Linked DNA regions of Callithrix jacchus: region 2 is linked to region 1. Evidence: chromatin contacts called from public Hi-C data. All regions are on one chromosome and are shown on one strand. The core of a region is the stretch at or near the end of the contact, and the rest is flanking DNA. Distances in the headings are between cores, read along the strand shown. Region 1 holds the start of LOC144579927. Region 2 overlaps RYK (receptor like tyrosine kinase).

The links. Hi-C and Micro-C count contacts between places; a contact is called where the count stands out from the background.
Region 2: a Hi-C map of skeletal muscle shows a contact between it and region 1, with 4 times the contacts expected there. The contact joins the enhancer-like site here to the promoter of LOC144579927 in region 1. A contact is called at or near these places in 3 of 3 Hi-C or Micro-C datasets (induced pluripotent stem cells and skeletal muscle).

Annotation. Positions count from the first base shown.
Region 1 is chr17:49,869,244-49,874,074 of calJac240_pri, forward strand. LOC144579927 reads right to left here and starts at 1,949. Exons shown (of 2, transcript XR_013528631.1): 1 at 1,871-1,949.
Region 2 is chr17:49,960,554-49,965,384 of calJac240_pri, forward strand. All of the region lies in intron 2 of RYK (receptor like tyrosine kinase), which reads left to right. Among named protein-coding and RNA genes, the nearest start is that of RYK, 35 kb to the left of the region's middle. Within about 2 kb of position 2,633, at least 1 of the 16 cell types and tissues checked has an H3K27ac peak or open chromatin away from gene starts, as enhancers often do. A contact at or near this core is called in skeletal muscle, where this site is marked.

The DNA of each region.
Region 1 (4,831 bases), core at 699-3,198:
ACAAGGTTCCCTCTGTCTAAAATACTCTTCCCCCATCTTTTGGGCTGACTCCTACAGGTCTTCCAAGTTACTTCGCAGCTTCTCCGGGGAAGACCTCCTGTATCTCCACCTCCAATCTGGGTTATTCCTTGGTGTCCCCCCACATCCTGGGCTCCCGCAGCTCTCCCTGGGTGTTTCAGAGACCGTCTTAAGGATCAGAATGTCATCCCTTCAAGGACAGAGGATGACTTCACCTCTATGTCCCCAAAATTAATCTCAGGGACTGGCATGGAGCAGACAGTCGGTAAATGAATGAGTCAAATGCTGTTAGTTATTCAGTCACTCTCTGGGCGGTCAGAAAGCGCCTAATCCCAAACTATATTGTCCGCTTTTCCTCTCCGCGTCTCTCCCCAGGTCTTGCCATTCACAATATGGCCCCTAAATTGGCACATTTTGAAATCTGAACCCTGTGTCCCTTGAGGCTGATGATGGGGAGGGGCAGGTCCTCTATTTCCCCTTTCAGCTACTGGCCAGGCTTTCTCAGCGCATGAGCGCACCCCTGCGGCCTTCCCTCCCGCTGCACCCCTGTCCGGTGCCTCCTGCGAGTCCTCCCTCGGGGCCCTGTCCTCCACCCGGACGGACAGTCGTGCCAGGAGCTCGGAGGGGTGGCTCAGAGGGGGCCAGCGTTCTCCAAGGGGAGGAGAACCAAGTTTTGCACTCACAGAGCGCAGTGAACACCCTGTTCACATTCCTGTGCCGGCCGGAATGCCGGCCTGGGACCAGCCAAAGGCCGCATTCCTCACGCCGCGGCCAGAGCACAGTCCCGGATTCCGCCCCGCCCCGCCCCTCCCCTCCCCTCCCGGGCGCTCCCCGCCGCCGACCGCCCCTCCCGGGCCCGGAGCCCGAACCCGAGCTAGTGCGGGCGCCCCCTGGCGGCTGCCCCACTCCGTGCCCAGCGCGCCTTTTGGGTCTGGGAGTCCCCTCTCCCTCTTCACCGGGAAGCGTTCGGCCTCCCCACACTGCTGCCTCCATTGCTGCAGCCCCACTCCTCCGTCGTTTTCAGTTTTGTTATTTGCTCCCAGTGAAAACAGGTAAAAAGCTTTCACGGCCCCTCAGCCTTGGTGACAAAACACCTCGCCCCCGGGCTGCTTCCTCTCCCGGCTTCCCCGTCCCCCCGGGCGCGGCCTTGGCCCTCTCTAGCGCCCGCACCTCTCCGCGCTCCCGCCGCGGCTCCCGGCTCCCGGGGTCGGCTCCCGCGCAGGCATCTCAGGCCTCGGCCCCGCTGCAGCCTTGGCCCTGCCCGCCCGCGCGGCGGCCCTGCGGAGGGCTCAGCGAAGGAAACGCAGCCCGCCCCTGTCCCTGCAGCTCTGGGTTGGAAACTGAGTGAAAATGGGCCAAAGTAGGTCTGTAGGAGTGTCCACCCGCCCCGCCGGGTAAAGCGCCGCTGCCCCGTAGGGAGGATCACGCTCCTGGGGAGAGTCGAGGCCCCAAGAAAGTCTACAACCGCTGGGCTGGGGGTTTCCACGACGGTATAGAAACCACTCGGATCGCACACACCAGCACACGCACAGCTGCGCCGACGTGGAAACACCACGGGATCAGGTGAGCAAATGGGCTTTTCCCTAGAGCCAGACCACAGGCCTGCGGAAGTCCTCGTCGTCCCGCAGCGACTCGAGGCGCCAGTGTGTGCTGTCCGCTTGCCCCCGCAGGGGGCCTTGCCCAGACTCCCGGCCAGTGTGTGCCGCCCTGGGCCGGCACAGCATGGGCTTTCACCCATTCCCCAGCTTGCTGACGAGGAGCTTTCTCAGTGGGAAAGGTGCCACATGGCCTAACAGTATTTGCGTGGGGAAATTTGCATGTGTATCAGCCCACAGAACTGTGGAGGACTCACCCTGTAGATGAAGTGACACCTGGGAACCCAGCAATGCAGAAAGGCATGCCTGGAACTTGCATTGCTCACCATCCTGAGCGTGGTTTGTGCTGCCAGGAAAGGCGGGAAAGCAGAACCCAGGCTCTCATTGGCAGACACCTGGCCTGGAGGAAGGGTGGGAAGTCAGGAGCGCTGCCTGCCAGGCTGAGCCTGATGGCTGACTTGCCTTGCTTGGTTGGTTTCGTAGCCTCTGAAAGCCGGAAAATAAAGTGGCCCCCTTCCTACCTGGCAGGGGTGTTGCCTGCAATATCTGGAGGTGAGCCCAGAGCGACCAGGTGGCAAGTGGCCATGCAGCCCTGATTTGAGGTTGCAGCCCTGGCTCAGGGTCTGCCTCTTCCCTGTAACACAGAAGATGGACATTCTAGACATTTTACAATACCCTGGCAGTTCATCAAATGGCAGTGCCACAGCTCTGTCTCAGTGGGGTGTGAGGGTACTCGAGGTGATGATGACTAAGTCAGACACAAGAGAAGCCCCCGTGAGGAGCCTATTCATTTTACAGACACTTATGGAACCCAGCCCCTACCTCCAAGAGACTCACTGTCCCCTGGGGGAAGCAGATGCCTGGCCATTTCAGTGCAGAGTGATAACTGACAAGGCAGAAGCAGCCCCAGTGTGCAATCCGAGGACCACAAGGGTTGCTGGACCCGCCCAGGGCAGAGCAGGACAGGGTGGGCCTTCTGGAAGGAGCTGTGGTCCAGGGCAGCAGAGGCAGGGAGGAGGCTCTGCCAGGAGAAGGAACTTTCTGGCCTCTACTCTAGAGTCCTGTGTGTGTGTCTGTGGGACAGAGTCTTCCTCTAACACCCAGCTAGAGTACAGTGGTGCTATCCTGGCTCACTGCAGCCTCATATGCCCAGGCTCAAGCCATCTTCCTGCTTCAGCCTCCTAATAACTGGGACTATAGGCGCGAGCTACTTACTGCACCCAGCCTAGAGTCCTTTGTAGGATTCTGCAGGCAACATGCCATTGTGCTGATATTCTGCTAAAGAACCTCCAGGGATTTGGCCAGTCATGTGGTTAGACTGGCATTTAAGCCTTGCATTCTAAGGTTCCTTTCTGAAGATGAGTGGGATTGTGATTTCCCACTGGGCCTAGGTAGGGATCTGGTTTGGGGGATGAAATGGCCTCAGAAATTCAGCCCCTTCTCTTGGAGTTACTTCAATTCAGGGCCCTCCTCACTGAAGTGTCATATCATTCCCCACACTCGCGTGTGTCCAGTGTGTGCAGCGGAACTGGGCTGGGAGGGCTGGGTTCCAAGGGAGGACCGGCCCCCATCTCCCGTTACCTTTCCTGCATACTCACATGAATGGCTGACCTCTTCGGAGCCTCACTTCATCCTTGTGCTGAAAATGAATAAACGACCCCCAGGCCTTCCCAATTCCATAGTAAGAGAAATAAACTCAAATAATAAACTCTTTGAAAGACTTTAAAAATGTCATTTTACAGAATAATGTTTCTCAAAGTCCCTAGTTTGGGATGTAGGGGAGGGGCTTGTTGAAAATCCCTTTTCCTGGACGAGCTCATAGAATCTGAGCTGGGAGGCCATAAGCAAAGCCCAGGACTCTACATGCTTAAATCATCCTAAGGAATACTGATGCTTTGACAAGAACTTACACAGACAACCTTATGTTTGTTCTCAGGAAGTCCTCTTAGAAAGTTCATTTAACTATCTCAAATCTGTAATCTCAGCACTTTGAGAGGCTGAGGTGGGCAGATCGCTTTAGCCAAAGAGTTCAAGAATAGCCTGGGCAACATAGTGAGACCTCATCTCTACAAAAAAATTTAAAAAATTAAAAATCAGCCAGGCATAGTGGCACGTGCCAGCTACTTGGGAAGCTGAGGTGGGAAGATCCCTTGAGCCAGGGAGGTCAAGGCTGCAGTGAGCCGTGATCGTATCACTGCACTCACAGAGTGAAACCCTGTCTCAGAGAAAGAAAATAAATAAGAATCATCTTTCTGTCAAGATTCAGACAAATACCATGAGAAAAATCTACCCCTGAAAGGAAGAACTTAAGAAAAGGAATCCAGAAGGAGGCTCCTCCATTGTGCAAGATGGGAAAATGCACACAAAGTCCACACTCGAGGGAGTGCCACAGAGCACCACGCAATGGAAGGCTCCAACCTGCTTCCTCCTCCCTTTTCTCTTCCTCCCCTCCTTTCTGTTACAGGAATTGGAGACTCATAAAGTAGACCAAAAACAAAAACCACCTGACTTTAAATGCCTCAGTTGGAATTGAAACCAAAATCCCCAAGGGTCATAGTTCCAATACCTAGCCCTTGAGCAACGTCAGCAACAGTCTTCACATACCCAGCAGCTCAGCCCCTTGGCTCCAAACAAAGAATGGTAAAGATGGGTCGGGGTGTGGTGGCTCACCTCTGTAATCCCAGTGCTTTGGGAGGCCAAGGTGGGTGGATCACGAGGTCAAGAGATGGAGGCCATCCTGTCCAACATGGTGAAACCCCATCTCTACTAAAAAAAATACAAAAAATAGCTGGGCTTGGTGGCAAGCTCCTGTAGTCCCAGCTACTCAGGAGGCTGAGGCAGGAGAATCTCTTGAACCCAGGAGGCAGAGGTTGCAGTGAACTGAGATCACACCACTGTACCCCAGCCTGGGCAACAAGAGCAAAACTCCATCTCAAAAAGAAAAAAAACAAGAATGGTAAAGACAGGAACGCTGAACTGTTGGCTGCAGCATACTCCGGTGGCCTTTTGATCTGTGCCTCCACCTCCAAATAGGGTTTTGCCTGTGCCGGGATACACCGTATGCCTGTGCTTCTGTCACTAGCTGTTACTGTATCAAGGTACGGTGATTCATTGTTATTACAGCAAGGTTCATCGTAAGTGATAATATATATAATTTCAAATAATTTTGACAGGTTTAAATTTGGAAGATGGGTGCCTTAAAGGTCTATTTAGAATGC
Region 2 (4,831 bases), core at 1,383-3,882, 92 kb after region 1:
CCTTTTCCCCTTTCAAATGGCTGTATTATTTATTATTATATGGTTGTACTTCGGTTATTGATCAGTTCCTATGAGGGAATTAAGACCCAGATTTGGAAAGGGATTTGCTTAAGATGGTTGAAGTAGGGGTAAAGATGACCTGAAATGAGAAAGTCACACATGAGGGCAGGGGAAGCTTGATGAAGGGTTTGTCACCTAATAATTTAGCCCTGAGGTGTAATCATGTACTTTCAGAAAGAAGGCTGTGGCTCTCAAGCTCTGACACAAGCTCAGAAACTCTTGGTTTTTGCTTTTTAAGGTTTTGCCAGAAGATGAAATATTTGTTTCCAGAGATCTGCAGGCTCCCTGGTATATATGTCAGTTCAACATTGTAGATATTTTAACATTAGTTTTCATATATCACAGCTTCTGGCAATAGCGGTGTTCTTCAGTGTTTCCACTGTTTTGTCTTGCCGCCCAGATTGTGGTCTCTTCGGAGGCTTGAAGCTGTCTTACTCTTAGTGAGTGGTCAGGAAAGACCATTGTGTGAATTGCATTTTGAGATGGGAGAGAACTCCAGTATTGCTTCTCTTTCATAAGACCACACACTGAAAAGCAGGCTACTGATAGGCTTTAACAGATAATTAGTTTCTTCCGTATTCCAGAACAGCCCCCAATATCTAGGAAAAACATGTAATTGTGTCTGTTAAGTGTCAGTAGTTATTTTAGATAGCCAAAAAGCAGAAACTTGCCAAAATGTAGCAGAATATTTCCACTACCCACCCCCACCTTGTGGCTATTCTCTGCTTTCAGGAACTCATCATCATTGTCTAGGAGGAGTTGCAGGGAACTTGTCCAGAGTTCCAGCAGCACCGCTGGAGGCCAGTGACTGTGCCCTGTGCAGAATAAGGTTTCTATGAGAAAGGCATTACTTCTGGTAAATTCAGAGAAATTAAAATGTTGTTTGGCTGTAGACAAGTGTTTTCATCACTTTAAATCTGTACTCTCTGTGTTCCAGAAGGAAATGGCTTAACTTACTAGCTTCCTATTTGTAATTGCTGTTTATTTCCAAGTAAGGGAACATTAGCAAAAATGTTTATTTTTTAGTTTATTCAAATGTTTATATTTTTTGTAGTTTTTTTTTTTGAGACTGAGTCTTACTCTGTCACCAGGCTGGAGTGCAGTGGTACGATCTCGTCTCACTGCATCCTTCGCCTCCTGCGTTCAAATGATTGCCTGCCTCAGCCTCCCGAGTAGCTGGGATTACACGTGCCTGCCATCATGCCCTGCTAATATTTGTATTTTTAGTAGATCAGGGTCTTGCCATGTTGGCCATACTGGTCTTGAACTCCTGGCCTCAAGTAATCTACCTGCATTGGCCTCCCACAGTTCTGGGATTACAGTCATGAGCTACTGCCTGGCCTGTAGTTTCCTTTTTGAAGTACTTTGGCTCACTCTACATTCTGATAAACAACTGCTGTTCAAATCTCTTTGTCCCAGTAGACTACAAATTTAACTTTTGAGCAGATATGTTTCTTTAAAGGATGATTGGCAAGTGAGAGTCCTTACAGATTGATACATGCCAAACTAGAGAAAATTGGACTTCAATAATTGGCAGTTTCTTCTCTAATCCCAGAAACTGTGGGTTTAAAATTTGTATCCTTAAGACTGGAGAGGGAGAAGAGAGCTACCTTGTGAATGCCTCCCGTTTTCAGACAGTTCCTCAAAAAAGGAGCCAGAAAGCGGGCTTCCACCCATTCATGCTTCATATTCCTCCAAGCTGCTTGGAGAAGGCCAAAGGGCTGCCTTCTCAGACCTCTTCCTCAGCCCTTTGCACCTCTCCCTGTCCCCTCATTCAAGCCAGCTGTACTCACAACCTCATTTACCTCCCTTCTTGCCTCCTTTTTCCCTTGCCACACTGAGACGCTCAGGTGCCAGTCTTACCCCTTTCTTAGAACTGCAGTTAGGGCCCTTGACCCCTTTGCCACACCCTCTCTGCTTACTTAGGGGTTCTGGTCTCTGGTCCTCTGCCTCTTTCCTTGTGATAACGGAGACCTAGAATAAAGGAGACGGCAAGTTTCGGGGGAAATAGTAAGTGTAGCTCTGAATTTGTTAAGTTGGAGGGCTGTAGGATTATTAGGTAGATAAGTCGAGTAGGTAATTGGACACTTGGGAGAGATTGAAGGTAAAAGAGAACAAGAGAGAGAAATTAAGATATCCCATCAGTGGTGAAACGGACTAGAACTTAGTGTACTTAGGAGAGAAGGATTTACATTTGGCATTTGGATAGGAAAATGGATCTTTCTTTGAGACTGGAATGAAAAGAATGGATGCTCTACCAGATCTGCCTGGTGCTGGAAAAAAAGGCAGAAAGGGAGCTCCTCTGTGCTAGTGGAAAAGGACAAGAACATTGAGGGTGAGGAAGTGGGAAGGACCTGTGAGGTTGGAATAAGACTAGGGAAGAGAGGGCCAGTGAGGAAGGGGTTGCTGAGTGGAACTAAGGGCCTCCCCTGAGCCTGGAGGTCGTTGTTGTGTAAGAGCTTCTCTGTAGGATGGATTTCCTTCAGCAGTGCTGAGTGGCAGGAGTAGACTAAGGGGTGGTCAGGATATTGGAGCTGCTGTCTGAGAGCATGGAGGGAGTGAACCAGCTGAAGGTGCCAATATAATTGTCAGTAATGTTGCCTTCTTTAGGGCATGGGCTGTGGGGAACTTGAAACTAGGTGTTCATGGCTAGACTGGAGAGAAGGGAAGTGGCTTTAACTGGCTACTGCATCCTGCTATGAACACAGTCCTGGCTCATAAATGTGCCTTGTAAATGTTGGCTGACTTGGAGTGGTGGAGTCAGAGAACTGGTTTTATAGGAATTAGAGGTGAGTGGTGAAAGGTGGTGATGGGATCTTTGGTAGAATGGCATTTTTGCATTTGTTTTAGTAATAAAGTAGTTCTTTAGTGTGGCAGGATATTGAATACTGAATATTGAAGCCAGGGAGAACATGGCAGGAGACCAAGGCCTCTGCAAGTCCTGTGTGGGTCCCTGGTGTTGATGGCATGAGAAGTCACCATTATGAGTAGAAGTTGTGAGCTTTGGCTGGGCTCTGTGGCTCAGGCCTGTAATCCTAGCACTTTGGGAGACCAAGGCAGGTGGATCATTGGGGGTCAGGAGTTTGAGACCATCCTGGCCAACATGGTGAAAACCCGTCTGTACTAAAAATACAAAATTTAGCTGGGCATGGTGGCGTGTGCCTATAGTCCCAGCTACTCAGGAGGCAGAGACATGAGAATTGCTTGAACCCAGGAGGCAGAGGTTGCAGCGAGCTGATATCACGCCACTGAACTCCAGCCTGGGTGACAGAGTAAGCCTTGGTCTCAAAGAAGTTGTGAGCTTCAAAGTAGAGGGGATTTATATGAGGGCATGAGGAAGGGATGTCTGCGAACAGGCCAAGACACTAGGTCTGGTCTTGACCTAGTGATCCTAAAGAGTGCTGACCCTTTATCTAGGCTCTGAAGGTCAGGTATTATAGGAACTGAATGATAGGCAGGGGAACAGATGACTTTTAAGGAAAGTCAGGTTGTAGAAGAAGATTGGAAGATATTTGTGAAGAAGCCAAGAGTGTAGGAGGCTGTTCTGAATAGGGAGGTTCTTAGAATGGGGGTAAAAACAGAAGGCCTGCAACAGTGTTCTTGACAGACCCAGGGGGGTTTATGTCAGAATCCCTGGGGCCAACAGTAGGCTGATGATTATGGAGAAGTGCAGCCTGGCAATCAGGTGGCTATTTTGGAATGACTTCTGATGCCACTGATGTCTGCATTTATCAGAGGGGACTGGTGCCAGGCTAACAGGTGTATTGCATTAATGATCCTATTGGATCCTCATAACATGTTGTGTAACCCTCATTTTGCAAAAAAACGAAACTCAGAGAAGTTATTAATTTACTTAAGGGTCACATGGTCTCAAGGTTCCAAACCCAGTTCCTGCTGGCATTGCTGATTTCTTTTGTGCATCTATCCTTCATGTATGGTCCTGTTCGGAGATAGCTTGAGGGTCGGGATGTAGTTAATGCATTCTTTGATGTTGTATTGCTGGAAAGCTTGCTCATTCTCTGTCCAAACTTGCTTGGCTGTGGCTCTCTAGCACCCCCTGGTGGCAGTAGTGGTATTGTGATATGCTAAGGTGAATGTAAACACTTCCTAGCCAAGGTACCCCTAAATCAGTATTGATGTTGACTTCAACACTGAATATTGAAGGCAGCAAGAACATTTCCTTTGTTGGGAATGTGGCACTGACCAAACACAGCCTTTGACAGTTTTTATGTACCTATCTGAACTGCAAAAGAAGAGTTTAATGTTTGCATACCCCTACAGTGTTTAGCTAAGAGATTTTAAATAGAGTGTGAAAGGAGAAACCCAAAGGGGATTCAAACTCTGGATTGAGCCCTCCTTCTTATTCATGGATAACATTGCCTTCTGCCTTATCCCAAGCCCAAGGGCCATCTCTTCTCTTACATCTGTGATATACTGTTTCCCTCTTTTCTTTCATCTCTATTATGTACCATTTCATTAGTTTTATACACATATGTGAATGTCTCTCATTTAAAAAGGAAGAAAGAAAAACTTTGGGATGCCCCCCACTTCACCATCTGTCTCCCATTCTTCCTAGTTAAGTTTATTAAAGAATGATGTATTGAACCTCTTCGCACTATTTTCCCAACGTGCTGCCTCATGGCTCTGCAGATTTCAGCCTGCCACCAGTGACACCTTCGTGACCACTGCATGGGAGAGGGATACCGAACTTATCAAGACCCTATGGGCAGGACGGAGAGTGATGTGAACAATACGGCCTCTTTGAAGGTCT